Regions from separate parts of the Mus musculus genome. Here all the other regions are linked to region 2. The links are chromatin contacts, called in public Hi-C, HiChIP or PLAC-seq and promoter capture Hi-C maps. All regions are on one chromosome and are shown on one strand. Each heading gives the region's core, a stretch centred on a gene start, on an enhancer-like site or on the middle of the called end of the contact. The rest is flanking DNA. Distances are from core to core; before and after follow the strand shown.

Region 1 (3,699 bases), core at 696-3,195, 330 kb after region 2:
CTGTCCCCTCCCCAGGCTAGTTAGGGCTAGGCCGGGACAAGCCAAGAAGGCGTAGGGTATAAGCCAGGACTGCCTTGAAGTACCTTTCAGACCAACCCTGGACATGAAGGCAGAAGCACCGTAGAGATCAGAGACTTCCCTGGAGGCATGAAGGTGCTAGCCTGGAGCGGGAATCGTCCTAAGGCTCATCCGGTAGAATGTACCCACTGCCAAATCAGGGAAAACTGAAACGCAAAAATGTTCTGGGTAGGACCGGGAGGATGGAGAAAAAAAGGGCCAGGACTAGAAGCAAGATGTTGTCTTACCCATTAGGAGGCCAGGTCTATACCACTCTAGTATCTCCCCAAGGCTGACACCTCTCTAGAATCTTTTTTTTTTTTTAAAGATTTTTATTTATTTACTAAGTATACAGTGTTCTGCCTGTATGCATGCCTGCAGGCCAGAAGGGAACACCAGATCCCATTACAGATGGTTGGGAGCCACCATGTGGTTGCTGGGAGTTGAACTCAGGACCACTGAAGAGCAGTCAGTGCTCTTAACTGCTGCGCCATCTCTCCAGCCCCCTCTTTAGAATCTTTTGCCATCTCTTCTCCAAACACTGGGCAGCAGCCTTCCTTCCCATCGGAAAAAGAAAGACAAGGAAGCTGCTCTGCCTTCTCAACTCCCCATCAGAGAGCCAGGATTCCACTGATGAGAGGCTGTGGCTGTTCCTGGCCAGTATGTTCTGGCTGCAGCAGCTGCTGGGACCCCTCTGGGCTCCTCCCACACTCGATAGGACTTCTTAAATGGGGAAAGCGGCTGAGTGAACACCATGTGCCAGACCTGTGCTGGGTACACAGAGATGTCTGGAGCAAAGGGAAGTCTTTGAGGAGCACACCAACTCTCTACCCCCACACAGTAGGTGCTCAAGTGGTATGGCTCTGAACTGAAACTAAGAGAGCAAAGCTTGGTGTGGTGCACAGGGCTTCCTGTAGTCACCCTTCCCCCTCCCAAGCCTGAAGGGTGCATACTGAAGTCAGCTTGCAGTTGCCCACCGGCTCTCTTGCTCTGTAGCTATGAACACCTATTGTATGCTCAGGCTGGTGTTCAGCGGAACATTTCAAAGAGAAAATCGGGTTTGGGGGTTCAGAGCAGCACCCATACATATCAAGGCCTGACAAGAAGGAAGGGCAGGCGCCTGGGACATTTGCTAAAAGAAATGAGAAAGAGTTTTACAAATAGGGGAAGCGGTCAAAGCTTGGGACTCTTTAAAGTGTAGAGTGACAGGACCTCAAGGGCTGACGAGCAGACCAAGCAGACCAGGGTATCTTGTTTACCCTGTGGCATAGACTGGACAAGGACAGTTGTCCTACCAAGCTACTATACACAATGAATGCAGAATTTTGGGGACTGATCCAAGGACATTAGTATCTGGTAGTCCCAGGTACCCCAAGTTCTGAGCCAGTGGTCCAGCAGGCAAGGGGGATGGTCAGGGAATAGTATGGTGGAGAAGAAGTCCCCAGGCAGCATCCCCTAGTGACTGGCCTGCACAGGTCCTGAAGGCCTGTCCCTTCTAGGCAGCCTTCCTTTCCCTCTAAGAGAGCAAAGGTTGTTTATACCCAGGGCGGTGATGGCAGGAGCAGCTTACCTGCTTCCCGCCACCCGCCGCGGTGACAGGACAGGCTGCGGGAAGGAAGAGCCCGCACTCAACTGCGGACCTCAGAGAGACAGACCGACGGACACTCGGCAGGCGGGTCGGACAACCCGGGGGTCGTTGAGGCCCGGAAGCAGAGAGAGAGAGAGAGAGAGAGAGAGAGAGAGAGAGAGAGAGAGAGAGAGAGAGAGAGAGAGACTCCAAACTTGAGAGAGAGAGAGACTCCAAACTTGGAGAAAGGAGTGACCTGGGGGCCGGGGGCGGAGTCGTGAGCGGGGGAGGAGAGCGCCCGCGCCAGCGCCAGCACCAGCCAGAGGAGCGCGCCGGCCCAGGAAGCCAGAGCGCCGCCCACCCATCCGGGGCGAAGCGCGCGGGGAAGCAGGCTGGGCCGGGGGCTGCCAGCCTCAACCCCCAAGGTGACTCCTCGGCCCCCTGCCCGGACCCAAGATGATGAAGAGGCAGTTGCACCGCATGCGGCAGCTGGCCCACACGGGCAGCTCGGGACGGTGAGTGTCACCCGCTTCTAGCCGTGCTATCGTTTCGCAGGACCTGAGCGAGCGCAGGAGAGTGGGGAACTGGTCACAGAGGTCGAAGATATCTAGGCAGCGGCCCTCTGGCATGCCAGAGCCCTGACCTCGTTTCCTGGGGTCTGAAGTCACTGTGGTCGCACAAGCATAGCTGGCTTTTGCGGGCGGTGGAGGGGGAGCGGGGGAAGGCACCTCCATTCCCGGTTGGAGAGGCTGCTGCAGAGAGCAGAATGCGTCCTGAGCCAAGACGCTGCCTGGAACCTCATTTGTCCCCTCCGGACAATGGGAACAGTTAGCCACCTCTAACTGGAGGGAAGGGGAGGAACGGAGCCGATCGGGGGCCCCAGACCCTGGGGGAAGGGACTGGCAGTGTTCTGGCCTGGGGAGGAGGGGCCTGCTCTGCTCTGGGTGTCCGTCCCCTCCCCCAACCCAGGGGCCTCCTGCCATTTGGTCCTGCTTCTGCTTTTCGTAGGCTCAGGTAGAGACACCCCTTGGTCTCCTCGGTTCCCAGCCCCAAAACTATGGGAGCGGAAGTTTGGGGAGTTTCTCGGAGCCTTTCTTTCTGTCCCTCTTCCCCAGCCTGGGAGTTCCCCATTCTTTGGGCCCAGAGAGGTGACCGTGTATCCAGAAACTTGATCCAGACCTTGCAGTGACACAAACACTTATATGTACCTACGAAGCCAAGCCACTCTGCCCTGAACCCATGTCCCTATGTATCCTTGGGCAGAGTCCCCAGACCTGCCCACAGCTGCAGTCCAATGTCGTATGCCTGTGGGCCTGGCCACCCCGGAGACCAGCTTCCACACTTCCCGTTCTGGGGGCCAGCTTAGGCCTCCTCTTTCCGGGCCAGGCAAACTATTTAGGGGGATGGGGAGATGAGAAACTTTTCCTCTGTCCCGAAGTTGGGCCCTGGGTAGCTCCCTCCTGCTTTTTTCGGTGTCATGGGTCCACCCTCTCCCAGGACACAGCCCTGGGTGGAGGAGGAAGCAGGCATGCATCCTCTTAACTACCATGGAATGTGCTCCAGCTACGATGTGGACGGGCCACCCAGGCTTGGTGGGTCCTGGAAGCATCTTGGGTTCAGGTTCCATGTGCAGGGGTTAGAGGGAGGCAGTGGGTTCCCTAACCCAGACTGACTCATCCAAAGCCCCCTTCCCCCACAGCACCCCGGAGACTGCCGAGTTTTTGGGTGAGGACCTGCTGCAGGTACGTGCCTGGGCCTGGGCGGGCTGGGCTGGGAGGCAGGCCCATGCAGGCTGTCAGTATAGAGGCTGGCAGGCGGGGACAGCAGTCAAGGGCCTGGTTGTGTCATTCCCTGCTGGCCAGGGAAGGCCCAGGAGGGAAGAGAAAAGTGATTCTTGTTCTAGGGGAGACACAGTATACAGTCCTCACACGCCCCGCCCCTGTACCTCCCAGGTAGAGCAACGGCTGGAGCCAGCTAAACGAGCAGCCCACAATGTTCACAAACGGCTGCAGGCCTGTCTGCAGGGCCAAAGCGGGGCTGACATGGACAAGCGGGTGGTAAGTGGGGTCTCTGGG
Region 2 (3,446 bases), core at 714-3,213:
AAGATGCAGGAGAGACCAAGGTCATAGCTCCCCTTCACCAAGGTCAAGATGAAGGGGAGGCGGGAACTGTACTCAGGCTCCAGTCTCCCAATCCCAGACACCCCATACCAGTGTGCTCTACCCCGTGCAGTGCCCATAAAGAACCTGACTTCAGTCTTAGCCATGGGTGTGAGCCACACATCTGAGGAGAACTCCAGTACTGTACATGTACCAGTGTGTGGGATACAGGTGATAGGCACAGATGACCATGGGGCCGAACAGAGGACCCTGGAGAGCTGGGTAAGACTGTCACGTGTCTCTCTTAAGCTTCAGATCCTGCCTCCATCATTTGCCATCTACACAACTTTGCAAGTCACCTAAGCACCTTGTACCTCAGTTTCCCCATGTAGACAACAAGGACAAGCCCATCTTCCCAGTAAAATAACTGATACTTCTAAGACACTGAACCCGGTGCCATAGAAGTGGCACCAACTAATGACTGTTAGGGACTGCCCATCGCCCCTCTTTGAAGTCAGAGGGGCCTGGGTTCAAATCCTCTGCCTCCAAGGCAGGTTATGTAACTTTTCGGAGTTTTGGTCTTTCCCACCTGTAAAACGAACTCTGTGATGGTAAGTAGGGTTGGTGGAAGACAGATCATACAGAGAGCCACAGCCCGGTGACCACATACAAAAGAGAAATGGGATAAATGGAGATGACCACCATTTAAGCTATCTCCCTGCCAAGCTGGGAGGTCACCCAGGTCATTCAGCAGGAAGCTGAGAGGCCAGAGGGACAGCTCCGGGCCTTCCCCAGTACAATTCCGTTAAGTCACTTCCCACTCGAGGAGGTTGCTCTGCTGTCCCTGCCCCCTAAACCTCTGCCCTCAAGCCCCAGCCTGCCACCCAGGTAACTTTGAATGCATAGAATCATTGACTTCCGGCCCTCCGTGTCCGCCCCCTCCTCCCCCAGATCAGACACAAAGCAGAAGTGAGCAGAGCAGCTGCCACAGATAACGGCTGACACCCTAGCGCGGTGGCGGCTGCAGCAGCGACCAAGTCGGACCTAGTCAGCTGAGGAGGTAGATAGCCTATGCCACCAGCAGAGCCAAAGTGTGTGTGACCTTGGGACCTAAGCCAGGAAAGGTCTCCAGGCCTCAGCCCCTCCCCGTTTCGAACTGAAGATGGCTGTCTAGTACATGTGAGGATGGATCTAGCGGGACCCAAGATAGACTTGAGGACTGCACCCTAATGTGTCGGAATATATGGGAGACACATGAAGAAACTCAGGCCTTGGGTTATGAGAGCCTGTGGTCCCAAGATCTGACAATGACTATCAGACTTTAGCAGGGCTGCAGCCAGCCTGCCCTCTGGAGTCCTTAAGAGCAGAGGCTGGACTGAGAGTCAGAAAGCTTGGAGATTGCCAGAAGTCCCCTAGGCCCAGCAAGACAGCAACTAGAGCCTGGGCCAGCCTGGGAAACAAAGGTCCGAAGGGCAAGCTGCTGATTTCCCTCCTCGTACCTGTACCCTGAACTGATGCTGGCCCGGTAGGAGCCCTGTCCCAGCTCTCAGGGTACAGGCAAATAGCAGCACCCCACCCACAGTCCAGGCCCTCCACCCAAGTAGCTTCCGGAGTGGGGTAGGCTGAAGGACAGGGAGCAGTCCAGACCCACCCCAAATGTTCCTTGTAAGCCCTTACAAGGAAAGGAAGCGACTTTCCCCAGAACCTCCTGGGAGCCCTGAATCTGTGGGTGTACCAGGGAGGATCTCAGAGGCATCCTGGTAGGGGTGGGAGACAACTCAGCCAGGTACTTACCCATCACCCACCACCACACACTTGATGGCCTGCATTGCATCTGAGGCCCAGCAGCCAGGGATGACAGTTGGGGGCCAGGAGCGTTGCTGTGGACACCAGTGGTATGGAGTGGCTAGGAGGTACCCGGCAGTGAGGAGCAGCACCCCAGCTCAAGAGGCGGGAGGAAACGGAAGAGGAACTTACCCAAGCTGCTGCCCCACAGCCTTGAGGGGGTGGAGCATGCGGTCTGGAAGAGGACCTGGGGCCCCACAGGTGCTAGGTTGGGCCCAGGCCACCAAGGGCACTTGACTTAGGCTCCAAAGGGAACCCAGGCACCCTAGAGAATTGAAGATTCACTTCCTAAGCCAGGGCAGGGACAAAGTTGCTCTCGAAGAATCTGCATCCTCCAAGAAGTCAGTTGGCCTGACTCCCATGGGCAAACACTTGAGTGCCTACTGTGTATCAGGCATTGTGTTGGGAGCTGGTGACTCTAAAATGCAGGAAGCCAGGTTGTCCTGGAGTTCCTGCTCTGTAGAGAAGGCAAACCACACCACAGGTGCTGTGAGCAAGGCAGGAGACATGGGCCAAGGGAGAGCTACAGAGTGACCTCAGAGTCACCAGCAGGGAAAACTGGTGGCTATGACGTGTGATGTCAAACAAAGTTGGCCCGGGGGGGGGGGGTGCTGCCTAAGCAAGGGCCAGTGTGTAGAGAGAAGGCAAAGGAGGGGGAGGGAAAGAGAGAAGGGAAGAGGTAGAGGAGAGGGGAGAAAAGGAGGAAGGGGAGGAAGGGGGGAAATTGGGAGGGGAGGAAGTGGAGGAAAAGGGGGAGGAGGAGGAAGGAGAGGAGGGAGGATAGGGAAAAGGGAAGGAGTTGGAAGAGAAGGAAGAAGAGGAGTAGTGAGAGGAGGAGGAGGAGGAGGAGGAGTGAGAGGAGGAGGAGGAGGAGGAGGAGGAGGAGGAGGAGGAGGAGGAGGAGGAGGAGGAGGAGGAGGAAGAGTCAGGGACAGATGCAGTAGAGCAAGCTGGTAGAAGTTTGGCAAGTCCAAACCTTCTCACAGCATGGTGCAATCTAAGCTTTCAGGAAGCTGAGACAAAGGGATTGCTGGGAGCTTGAGTCCAGGATTCAGAGTGAGAGTTCCAAGGCAGCCAGAGCCATCGAGCGATACAGCAAGATCCTAGCTGGGAAACCACTCCAAACCGAAAATCCTACCTACAAACTGTCGTAGGCTTCTTGCCGTTTTGATGATATCAACTACACTCGCCTTGTGTTGGGCATTTGTGTTTATAAGTGTTTGGTTGGGTGTTTGTGTTTGCAGGTGTTTTGTTGGGCATTTGTGTTTTTAGTTGTTTATTGGACTTTTGGGTTTCCTATTACACAAGTTACTATTTGTGTATTTGTCCATTTCTCTACTGGAGTATTTTTTCCCCTCATATTTATTTGGAGAAGTTCGGTGTTTGATTTTTCAAGTGTGAATTGCTATAACCGTTTCATAGTTCATTTCCAGTATGTGGAATTATTTTTTTTGAAGCTGTGATATTTATAAAGGTTTATTTGTATGTGGTCAACTTTAATTTTTCTTCCCTAATGATTGATACTCTTTGAGTGATTCTTTCTTAAGCATTCCTATGCAATTTCACAAAGATATTCTACAAAGTGTGTACAGTTTCTGTCTACA
Region 3 (3,269 bases), core at 633-3,132, 300 kb before region 2:
TACATTTCAAATGTTATCCCCTTTCCAGGTCTCCCCTTTGGAAACCCCCTATCCTATCCCCACACACCCTGCCTCTATGAGGGTGCTCCCTCACCCACCCACCCACCCACCCACTCCCACCTTCCCACCCTGGCATTCCCCTACACTGGGGCATCGAACCCCCACAGGACCAAGGGCTACTCCTCCCACTGATGTTCAACAAGGCCATCCTCTGCTACATACGTGGCTGGAGCCATAAAATACTTGAAGGGAGAAACCTAACGGCTTGGTGCTAGATTTGAATGGGCTAAGAATAAGCATTCAGAGAGATGGAGCAAAAAAAGACAGGGCCTTTATTCACACAGCAGCCATGGCTACCAGCACAAGATGAAGCCAGTTAAGATCCCAGCAGAGATGGGGTGGGTGACTTCACGACCGGCCCCTTACTCAGGAGCTGTGACGGAGAGAGGGAAAGCCTTCTCTGTGTTAGCGGTTGCTGGTATGTTCCTCTTGTTCTGGTGGATGGCCACCGTGCACAAATGGGCAGCACTAACTGAACAAACTTAGTGTTCTGTCAAACTTCTTTTTACAAAGCAAATCTTATGTGATATTGTGCTCAACTCTAAAGAGTTGCATTTGGCAGCCACAGTGGCTTCTGCTATTCGCCCCTGTGTTAATGGGCTTCCTTGCAGCTTTAGGTCTATTTAAGGTAAAATGTCCAGATTGGAAGTGAGAGAGTGTTGGCTGATGATGGAGATACTGATGAGGTACTGATAGACTCACTAAGCTAGCCAGTGACAACTGTGTCACTACCCCTGGTGTCCAAGAACTAGCATTCCAATCATGTAACGTCCAGGAGCAACCAAGAAAAGATAACATCTGCTATCTTTAAATAGAGGATCCAATTTTATAATCTGTTATTATTCAATTAAATCTCTCCCCCTCTCCCTCCTTCCCTCTTTCCCTTCTCTGCCGCACTGTGTGTGTCTGTGTGTGTGTGTGTGTGTCTGTCTGTCTGTCTGTCTCTCTCTCTCTCTCTCTCTCTCTCTCTGTGTGTGTGTGTGTGTGTGTGTGTGTGTGTGTGTGTGACTGATTCTTCATCTATCTTCCCCTTTTGGTTTGAGATAGGCTCTCTCCCTGGCCTAGAACTCCATCAAGTAGGGCCAGGCTAGCAGCCAGCAAACTCCCAGGGCTCCATCAGTCCCCCTTACCCCCACCCCTACCCCTACTCCCATTTCACCATGACTTGAGACTTCAAGCATGATCCACCATGCTTGGCTTCTGTGGATGTTTAGGACGTTAAACTTAGGTCATTGTGCTTCAGCAGCCAGTCTTTACCGACTGAGCTCCAGCGTCGTGTTCTAACTCGGTAAGGATCTCCTCAAACCAGGGGCACACACTCAGTGGTGGCATTCTGGGCTGGGAAAAGCAATTGTAGAGTGTTATCTTGCCTGCTGCACCAGTCCCTTCCTGGACTTATGTGAAAAGCACGGCTCCATTTTTATTTCTCCCTAGGGTGCGTGGGCTGTGTAACCTCTGTACAGGGAATTTCAGAGGAAGGGTGAATGATTTTTTTCCAACATATAAACATGGTACAATCACAAAGCCCAAGATTCCACAATTCCCTCAGGGTCATTCGCACAATGGCAGGGTTTGGGGGCGGGGGGGGGGAGCAGGGTCGCTAATAAACCAGAATTGACTGCTTGACCCAGATTAAACTTGTAAAGATGTTTGTAGACAAACGTGCCCACTGAGGTATGGACAATGTCTTGTGACTAACAAGAAGATGACATCAAACTTCATCCTTACAGAGAACAGTGATAAGTCCAAGAGTGTGGGCGAGCCTGCAAGCCAGCAGAGCTGATGCAGAAAGTCAGGTTGACTGTGACTCATCTGTGGGTCCTTCTCTGCGTGATGGGGAAGTGGCTGGTTGGGACAGATAAGAGCAGAGCAGGGGGGTGAAATGATAGGGACACAGGCGTGATAATGCCACATGTTTATATTTGTTAGTTACTGACCTTGAACCAAAGGATGACCAGGGGATCATGGGAAATACTCTTATTTTAAAATGGCCTCTTTGAATTTGTTATCCTGTGGTGTCTAATAAGGGGCATTGTTGTCCCATCATTAGGTGATGCCATTTAAACTCTTTATAAATGCATACATGTACATATAGATATACATATACAAATGCATATGTATTAGAAAGTTTCCATAGTAGGTTTCCATTTTTTTCAAGACATCTTTAGTGTTATTCATCCCTCTCTATGTTCCCTCTACCCTGCCCTACCATCGTCCTCCAGTAAAGTTCACCTCCTGCCCCACTATTCCTATTTAAGCTTTTGTTTCATCCTGCCTCCCTCTTGAAATCCCCCCTTACTGATTTCCTGACCTCCATGCCTATTCCCAATGGAACACACATATCTGAAGATGCCAGGCTCACACCCTCAAGTGAGAGAAACATAAATGTCAGCTGTCTTCCTGTGTTACCTCACTCAGAATGATGGTTTTCAGCTCTTACATTTACCTTGAATTTTGTATTTCCTAACATTGAGTAATAGCCCAGGGCATAAATGTATAACATTTTTTATTATCTATTCTTCAGTTGACACATATATCAAGGGATGGGTATACTTCTTTGGCATCATTGCAAACGAGGTTTCATAGACTCCCCACCCCCTGCCCCCTGCCCCCCGCCCCCTGCCCCTCAACACTAGATGCCATTGTCAGTGCTTTAAGTACTCCAGAACTTGACAGATAGGTCCAACTGCAGAAGGCACCACATGCTTGGGTCCTAGAACATGGGGAAATTAGCTTGCACTCATCCTGACTGGCTAGCATTCATAACACTGGAGAGTGCTATGTACTCTTGATGGAGAAAAGAAATCACCAGACCCACCTGTCTGTGAACCCTGTGTGTTTACACAATGGTTGCCTGGAAGGACACACCCACATACCCACTAGTGCAACAGTGGCCTGAACATAATGGGACTGGCTGACCACTTTCTGAGTGGCTTTGAGGCCACGCCATAAGCTAAAACTCATAATGGGATCTCCTCCTGGGACCAGGATCCTGTGGCTAGACGTACCGTAGGCCCTAGGGGAGACTCCACTACTGTTACTCTGCTAAATGGACTCCTGTACTCTTCCATAGACCCATAAATTGGCGCATGATCAATCTTTACCAGAGAGGCTTCTTTTTGCAGTAGATGGTGACTAACATGGAGAGCCACAACTTAGAGAGATGTGGACAGAGGCCACAGAATGATCAGTCCTAAATAACACACACA
Region 4 (3,547 bases), core at 34-2,533, 450 kb before region 2:
GATTAGAACTTGGGCTTGTTTCCTGTGAGAGACACATGCATTTTAGACTTCGTAAACGTTAAAAACACACACATACACACAGCCAGCCACCTCGAATGGTACGCGGGGCTCGTAGACATTACGAAATGCTCTTGAACTCGGCTTGAGCTCCTAGAATAATTAGAATCTACCAAATAAGGATTCTTAGAAACAACAGATTTCTTTTTTTAAAGGGAGACTTGCAGATGGTGCTGGGCCTGTAACTTTTGAGGAGCGAGAGAAGAGGAAGAGCATTTTTTTCTGAATCCTTCATTGCAAAAGGCTGAGCAGCACACAGGGAAGCAATTATTTTTCCCTCCTCATAGGTGGCAAAGCCAGACCCAAAGGCAAACCCTAAGGACTCCAAAGCATCCAGAGCACATCTGAACTCTACAGACAATTTCCTGTTTTCACCATACCATAGATCATTCCAATGAGGAGGTTTGGGAGGACGGGGTGGAAGCCAAAGAGTAGAGAGTGTGGGTTCTGCTTATTGATTTTCTTTCCTCTGAAACTAACCCAGTCAACCTTGATCTGCAGCGGCAGCGGCGGAGGGAGTGAAGTGGGAAAATGGTGGAATGTGGAGGGGACTTATTTGGAGGCGGGGGGGGGGGTGTGGAGGGGAGGGGCGGCGTGGGAAGGGGGAGGAGGTTGGAAATCAAATACCTTCGAGGCAGCAGGTTCTCCATAATCCGGAATGGGTCATAACTTCCTCGTTCTTCTTGCTGGTTTCATTCTCACTGACACTTTTGGTCTTGCAAACCCCTCTGGAGTACAGCCAATAGTCGGTTCCCACAGCGATGGTCATCAAGCTGAAGGCAGCGAAAGCACCAACGGTGGTTAAAAGCATTTGAACACCTCGATCAAACAGCCCCATAATTCTTCATTATATAAACACCCAACCGACTTCTGGTTCTCAGGAGCGTGTGTGTGAGGGTGCGATTGGTAATTCCACTACTAATATAATGGATATATGTGTGAATAGAGAATATGGAGAGATATAAAAAAAGGGAGATAAGAAAGCTCACGGAAAAGTGTGTAAATTATAAAGATCACACGGGAAGAGAGGCTTGCCTTTTGAGATCAAAAAACTGTTCCAGTTGCAGCGATTTTTTTAAAAAAAGGGAAAATAAATAAAAAGACACCCCCCCACCCCCCCAAGTGAGATGCCTTAATCTCTTTTCCTAAAATTCTGGTCTCCAGTTTCCATATGTGATCGCTAATTTGGAGATGGCTTCCACAGCGCGCCAGGGTACAGCCGAATTCTCAACACCATCTCTCATGGTCCGGACCTAGACAGTTAGAGACTGGAAGAGCTGGGAAGCAACCTTCGGTCTTCGTTCGCGGCTCTGCGGCCTGCGCCATGAAAATCCGTGGCTTCGCCAGTTCTCTTCCTTGGGGAGGGAGGGGGTCCTCGAGGCGCCTCCGTTTCAGAGGAGACTGCCCAGTCTTCTGCAAGCCCTCGAGCTCAGCTGCACCGGTGAGGGGGTCTCGCCTCCCATGGTTGTGCCCCGGCGGCGGTAACGGCGGCGGCGGCGGCAGCGGCAGCGGCAGCAGGGTTGGCGGGCGCGGTGGCGGCAGGACGAGCAGCCGCGGTTATTGTTGTTGGCGGCGGGGGTAGTGTCGGCGAAGTGGGGGAGGGAGGGGGTTTCTCCCGGAGAATCGAGGCGGGGTTCCCTCCCCCGATCCGCAAAGCTCCTCGGAAGCCAGCGAGCGAGCGAGCGATGGGGCGCGCTAGCCGGCGTCTTGCAGCAGGCAGGCCCGCCCGCCTCCCCCGCTCACGGCCGCGCAGCCCCGGGCCAGGCGCTCCCAGCTACAGCATCGCCGTGGTGCTGAAACGGACAGCTCACCCCGGCCGGGCTCGTCCACTTACTGCATCGCCGTAGTGCTGAAGTGGACAGCTCCCCACGACCGGGCGCTCTCACCTACAGCATCGCCGCGGTGCTGGACTGGACAGCTCTCGGAGCAGGAGCGCCCACCTACTGCGTCGCCGTGGTGCTGAACTGGACAACTCCCCCACTCTGTGCGCTCCCTGCGCTCTGTAGCCGGCCAGGAGTGGGGCCCTGGCCACGGGGCCTCTGTCGTCCGCGGACGGGCCAGGCCAGGGCCAAGCGCAGGGCTGCCTGGCCTCCCGGACTCCTGTTCCACAGTTCCGGAATGAGCGCTGGCCGGGGCCTCCTGGAGCTGGGAGGAAGGCGTAGCTGGCGATCTCTCTCTCTCTCTCTCTCTCTCTCTCTCTCTCTCTCTCTCTCTCTCCTCTTCCCTCCCCCCTTGGTGTTTCTTCCAGTTCAGCCTCCTTCTCATTCCATCTCTACGTGCCCAGAGCTTCAAATACAGTCCTCCCATCACAGTCAGATTCCCACAAAACTTCAATCAGCTGCTTCTCCTGGAAGAGATCCTGGATGGGTAATTACAAACATAGTTTCTATGTGTTGTTCTTCCTCCCCTATTCATGGGTTCCACACTTTCTGGGGAGGGGAGGTTGTTTTATTTTACTGTCTGGATAGACGCATCTCCTGCCTTATTTCCTCTTGATCTTTCTTTCTGGCTAACAGGGGTTGTGTATAGCTTTCTCTGTGACTCTCTGTAGTTTTTCTGTGAAATTCTACATCTTGCTTCTACAAGTAGACATTTTGGGAAGATGATTCTTGTGAAAGGATGAGAAAAGGGTGGCTGGTAACTGGGGTTCGGGACATGATACTCATCTCAAAGGTAAAAATGTTTTCAGGAAAAGTGAGTTGTGGATCTTTCCAAGTTTCCCTTGTCATTCATAAATGAGATTGATTTTTTTTTTAAACCTCTCTACTATGAGCAGGGAAAGGCAGGAGCCCTCTCTTGCTCAGCAGAACGGCGAGCCTGGGTTGTTTCCTGTGTCACCTCTCCAGACTGTGTGTGCAACTTTCCCTTAATGTGACCCTGGAAATCGAAGCACGTAGATGATGCTCACTGCTGTGGATGCCATGTTATCTCAGATCAGTTTTGTGACTAAGTAAAAGGAGACCATAGGAGACTCTAGGTTACATTTTTTTCCTTTGGGGGAGGGGCTAGAGAAAGCTGTGAATCCATTGGGTCAGTTGAAGGGTGTAGAGTGAGGATTTGATTTCATAATTTAGTAATGCCACCCCTCATTGTGCCTTGAGATGACCTGCATGATAGTTTCTCAGTGATCCAGAGATTACGGGTGCACGCAGAAGATGGCTGAGGTAGAAATAGTTCCTTGGGTGTAAATTCCAGAGCCTAACCTCTTCCTTTCATCTGCGCAGTCACAGGTAGAAACTACCTGTTTCTCTACCCTGCATAAAACTTCCTTTTCTCCCAATCTCCTCTCCCTCCTCAGACTGGAAGGACCCTCCTAAGGATTGAGAGCTGTCTTTCTAGTTCCAGCATCTAGAGAAGGGCACCCAGACGTCTGCAGTCTGTGCTAAGGGATTTTAGTGGAGGCTGGAGCTGGCTTGCATGGAAGAGGTTCTTGGGCCTTGGATTCCTTCGTGGGAGGAAAGCAGCAGGGGAGGAGAGGGGTGGGGGTGGA
Region 5 (3,522 bases), core at 329-2,828, 400 kb before region 2:
TGGCTTCCTTCTGCTGCACTAGGGTCTGAGTGACAACCTGTCACTCATGTCTATGCATGACGCTTTCATTTTCAAATTAGAAAAGTCATCACGGGTACCGTTCCCCTCCATTCCCTGCCCCCCCTTCTTACTCGGTAGAATAAAGATCAAAAGACACCCCTGCTAATCTTTGGATTACAAAGAAGAATCACGGAAGAGACAAGCCTCTGGACATGCCTGTAAGAAGTGTTCTAGTTTAGATTAAGGCGGGAAGGCCCGCCCCCAAAGGTGAGTGGCACCACTCTACAGGCTGGAGCCCCTGACTGAATAAAAGGGAGAAAGAGAGCTGAGAGCCAAGGCTCATGCTCCATTTCCTGACTGTTGACTTAACGTGGCCAGCCTGCCTCCCAGTCTTGCCACCATGCCTTCCTCACCATGATGGGCAGTCCTCTGGACCCGTGAGCACAATAAACTCCCAACTTCCGGTCCAGTAAGTTGTCACAATAAGAAGTAGCCAACACTCCTGACCCACAGGCAGAAGTCAGGCGAATCTGGGAATGGGGTGTACGACTTCCACTGGGGGTTCACCCATGGCAACACCACTCAGGGCTTCGGTCACATCAGGTCACATCACAGAAGCTACCTGGGGGCGCTGTGGCAAAAGGGTTAAATGAAATACCCCCACATGACACTGGCTGCAGTGTCGCCTCGGTAGACACATGTGCTCAGCTGTCAACCAGACTACAAGCTAAGCATATAGGCTTCCGAATGTTCAGACTGGCTCAAGGCAAGCCCACGAGTGTGAGCACCACCAGATCACTCTGTATATATCTATATAATACTCATCCACACTCTGGGCACTGTGCAGGCTATTTCCCTGACAGTCAACAATAATAAACATCTTACTTCCGGGGAATCTCTAAGTTAATGCTCTCAGATGCGCCACCCCATCTTCCTGACATCAGAGTGAGTGGGACCAGCAACGCTGACCCCTGACAAGTCCATGCTTGTACTTCGCTCAAGTTTGTTAAGTCTATCTGGTGAAGGTAGTCTCAAAATATGGGAGGGAGACCGGGACACAGCTGCATCTACAAATGTGCCCTAGGGGTGGGGGGAGTGTCCTGTGGAGCCCATTCCCCCGCCCCGCGCGCCTTCTAGAATCTGCTGTTGGTCACTACAGCCATTCCTAAGGGAGACAGAGAGTGGACGCGATGGTGAACCAAAACCGCCCGAGTTAGGACGGCTAGGGCTCTGGGGACCACGCGTTCAAACACATATAGCACTCACCTGCCAGGATGCATTTGGCAGCTAGCTTCACCATAGTAACCAGGTACTAGCGGAGACGTGGGGGTGGGGGACGCTGAAAGGGGGTTAGGATTCGGGGACAGCTGACACCAGGGCCTGAGGCCGTGATGGAGGGATGGATGATGGCCCGGGTGCTAGGGTTGGGTGGACGGAGGGCTTCAGGCCCCAGGCAGCCTGCAAAGGTTCCGGTGGGGCGGAGCAGAACCCGTTCCAAGTCCAGCCTTAGACCCGGCCCAAAGAAGAGTTGAGACACAACCACTAGTCCTCTGGTCCCAAGAGTCGCGCCAAACAGGCTCCTGGCAACCATCATCAACCCGCCTTCTCCCTCCATATTGTCTCCTGATTGGTTGCTCTCAAAAGCTCGGAGACCCCAGGCACCCAATAGAAGAAGGAGGCGGGGAAAACCGGTTCCCTTCGCGGAACAAAGCGGAGAGGTTTCTGCTCTTTAACTGCTCTCAGCTTGGCCAATGGCTTTAGATGCTGTCAATCACCGCTGGGCACCGCCTAGCGTCTCTGGAGACGCAGCCCAACCAGGATGCAGCCGGAGGCGGGAATTAATGGGGCTTTCTGATTGGCCAGAGCATGGCTTTAACCATCGCGAAGAGTTTGGGATTCGCTGCACCTTGCCCCTTCTTCCTGGGAATGGATTCGCCCACACTGAGAGGGGTGACGCCGCTGAAATGGCGCCTGCGCAGTAAAGGAAGCTGCTGTCGCGGGTCCTGGATGTTATTGGTATCTTTCCCCGACCCCGGGTGCAAAGAACATTTGGAGACCTAACCTTTGCTTCACGTCCAGAATCGAAATGCCATCTTTAAAGCCCAAGCATGTTATGAACCCTAAAAACTGAAATAGCGGGGAGGGAAAAATGTGCAACGTTGAGCAGTGAGGAAGACAGGAAGGCCCTGCATGCTTGCACAGCAAACAACTGCGGACAGCACCCGTGCTGTGCACCTTCCGGAAGGGGGAAAGAGCGAGGTCCTGATGGAAACTCACACAGTATATCCATATGTAACTATATATCACTTTATGTTATGTATCAGTTAAATTAAACTAAAATCTAAAATAGGCCTAATTTGACGTGATATCTTAATGGATGGGAGGACACGCCTCTCTCAGTCGGATTCCTCTGTTATGGGTGAATGGATGCTATCCTGGTGTTGCCCCTCATGAGGGGAGGGTGGGTAAATGCCACCTGACTTTCCTGGGAGCCCCTCTTGCTTTGCCACTAAGTGGGATATGGCTCTGCAAGGCATGTAACCTCTGGAACTCTGAAGATAGAAACCAACTCATGGGTACAGGAAGTAGGCGAGTGTCCATGCATCGGGGCGTTGTTACTGTAGCAAAACACCGGAGAGAAACTATTTAAAGGAGGAAAGGTTTAGTTTGGCCATTTGGTTGACCATCATAACAACAACAGCATATAAGCATATAGCCACCTCATGTTGGGAAAGGAAGAAATAGTTCCCAGGATATGCCCCCAAAGTCACATTCTCTTTCAACTAGGTTCCATTTCCCAGGCACCTCCCCATAGCCCATCACATTAGGTACCTGTGATGGTTTGTATATGCTCTGCCCAGGGAGGGGCACTATTAGAAGGTGTGGCCCTGTTGGAGTAGGAGTGTCACTGTGGGTGTGGGCTTTAAGACTCTCATCCTAGCTGCCTGGAAGTCAGTCTACCGCTAGCAGCCTTCAGATGAAGATGTAGAACTCTCAGCTCCTCCTGCACCATGGCTGCCTGGATGCTGCCCTGCTTCCACCTTGATGATAATGGACTAAACCTGGGAACCTGTAATCTAGCCCCAATTAAATATTGTCCTTATAATACTTGCCTTGGTCATGGTGTCTGTTCACAGCAGTAAAATCCCTAACTAAGACAGTACCCATCAATGGATCTGTAGTCCACTGATGAATGAAGTCAGAGATTCATCACTTCCCCTAAAAGCCTTAGTTCTGATCACCCCCTGCTCTGGGAGCCAGGCTCTCCACACACACGTCTTTGGAGTGTGGTGGGGTGTGTGTCCACCATGCTGGCTCAGCACTGCTGCTGTAGGTTGGCCAGGGGAAGTTCTCCACCCCACTGCTGCTTTCTCAACGTTTACTGGGTCCCAGGATTCTGATCTCGAACATTTAGAGAGGCACCGTCTCTCTGCAAAGATGCCTGTATCAGGAGGAACTGGTAGAGCTAGTGCTGCCTCGGAGTTACCCAGGATCCCCTAGGAACCCTTGTCTATGCTTCTG

The links. Promoter capture Hi-C pulls out the DNA fragments that hold promoters and counts their contacts. A called contact is a pair of places that touch in the nucleus more often than the background predicts. HiChIP or PLAC-seq counts read pairs in DNA pulled down with a chosen protein or histone mark.
Region 1: a contact with region 2 is called in a promoter capture Hi-C map of the HPC-7 cell line, with 2.8 times the contacts expected there. The contact joins the promoter of Sh3bp1 here to the promoter of Rac2 in region 2. A contact is called at or near these places in 2 of 39 promoter capture datasets (the HPC-7 cell line and pre-B cells), 1 of 484 Hi-C or Micro-C datasets (embryonic stem cells), 3 of 115 datasets of contacts at active chromatin or transcription factors (the SCID.adh cell line, effector CD8 T cells and memory CD8 T cells) and 3 of 9 other capture datasets (adipose tissue, liver and pancreatic islet).
Region 3: a Hi-C map of the G1E-ER4 cell line shows a contact between it and region 2, with 2.4 times the contacts expected there. The contact joins the enhancer-like site here to the promoter of Rac2 in region 2. A contact is called at or near these places in 15 of 484 Hi-C or Micro-C datasets (the C3H10T1/2 cell line, the G1E-ER4 cell line, the HL-1 cell line and 9 more), 4 of 115 datasets of contacts at active chromatin or transcription factors (bone marrow-derived macrophages, embryonic stem cells and forebrain) and 3 of 9 other capture datasets (adipose tissue, embryonic stem cells and liver).
Region 4: a contact with region 2 is called in a promoter capture Hi-C map of embryonic stem cells, with 3 times the contacts expected there. The contact joins the promoter of Cacng2 here to the promoter of Rac2 in region 2. A contact is called at or near these places in 3 of 39 promoter capture datasets (embryonic stem cells, liver and stem cell-derived epiblast-like cells), 2 of 484 Hi-C or Micro-C datasets (both in embryonic stem cells) and 1 of 115 datasets of contacts at active chromatin or transcription factors (bone marrow-derived macrophages).
Region 5: an H3K4me3 HiChIP or PLAC-seq map of bone marrow-derived macrophages shows a contact between it and region 2, with 7 times the contacts expected there. The contact joins the promoter of Ift27 here to the promoter of Rac2 in region 2. A contact is called at or near these places in 7 of 39 promoter capture datasets (the 3T3-L1 cell line, embryonic stem cells, hippocampal neurons and 2 more), 4 of 484 Hi-C or Micro-C datasets (the N1E-115 cell line, cortical neurons and palatal mesenchyme), 6 of 115 datasets of contacts at active chromatin or transcription factors (the SCID.adh cell line, T-cell acute lymphoblastic leukemia, acute myeloid leukemia and 3 more) and 3 of 9 other capture datasets (embryonic stem cells, liver and pancreatic islet).

What each region holds. Positions count from the first base shown.
Region 1 is chr15:78,897,823-78,901,521 of GRCm38.p6, forward strand. Sh3bp1 (SH3-domain binding protein 1) reads left to right here and starts at 1,946. Exons shown (of 18, transcript NM_001316684.1): 1 at 1,946-2,139; 2 at 3,324-3,366; 3 at 3,577-3,681. The coding sequence starts at 2,081.
Region 2 is chr15:78,570,820-78,574,265 of GRCm38.p6, forward strand. It overlaps Rac2 (Rac family small GTPase 2), which reads right to left and starts at 1,964. Exons shown (of 7, transcript NM_009008.3): 1 at 1,792-1,964. The coding sequence starts at 1,826.
Region 3 is chr15:78,266,174-78,269,442 of GRCm38.p6, forward strand. No RefSeq gene overlaps it. Among named protein-coding and RNA genes, the nearest start is that of Mir7676-1, 17 kb to the right of the region's middle. Within about 2 kb of position 1,883, at least 64 of the 459 cell types and tissues checked have an H3K27ac peak or open chromatin away from gene starts, as enhancers often do. A contact at or near this core is called in the G1E-ER4 cell line, the HL-1 cell line, adipose tissue and 2 more, where this site is marked.
Region 4 is chr15:78,117,997-78,121,543 of GRCm38.p6, forward strand. It overlaps Cacng2 (calcium channel, voltage-dependent, gamma subunit 2), which reads right to left and starts at 1,284. Exons shown (of 4, transcript NM_007583.2): 1 at 685-1,284. The coding sequence starts at 895. A730060N03Rik (a long non-coding RNA gene) reads left to right here and starts at 799. Exons shown (of 2, transcript XR_875456.2): 1 at 799-2,424.
Region 5 is chr15:78,172,503-78,176,024 of GRCm38.p6, forward strand. It overlaps Ift27 (intraflagellar transport 27), which reads right to left and starts at 1,579. Exons shown (of 7, transcript NM_025931.3): 1 at 1,267-1,579. The coding sequence starts at 1,300.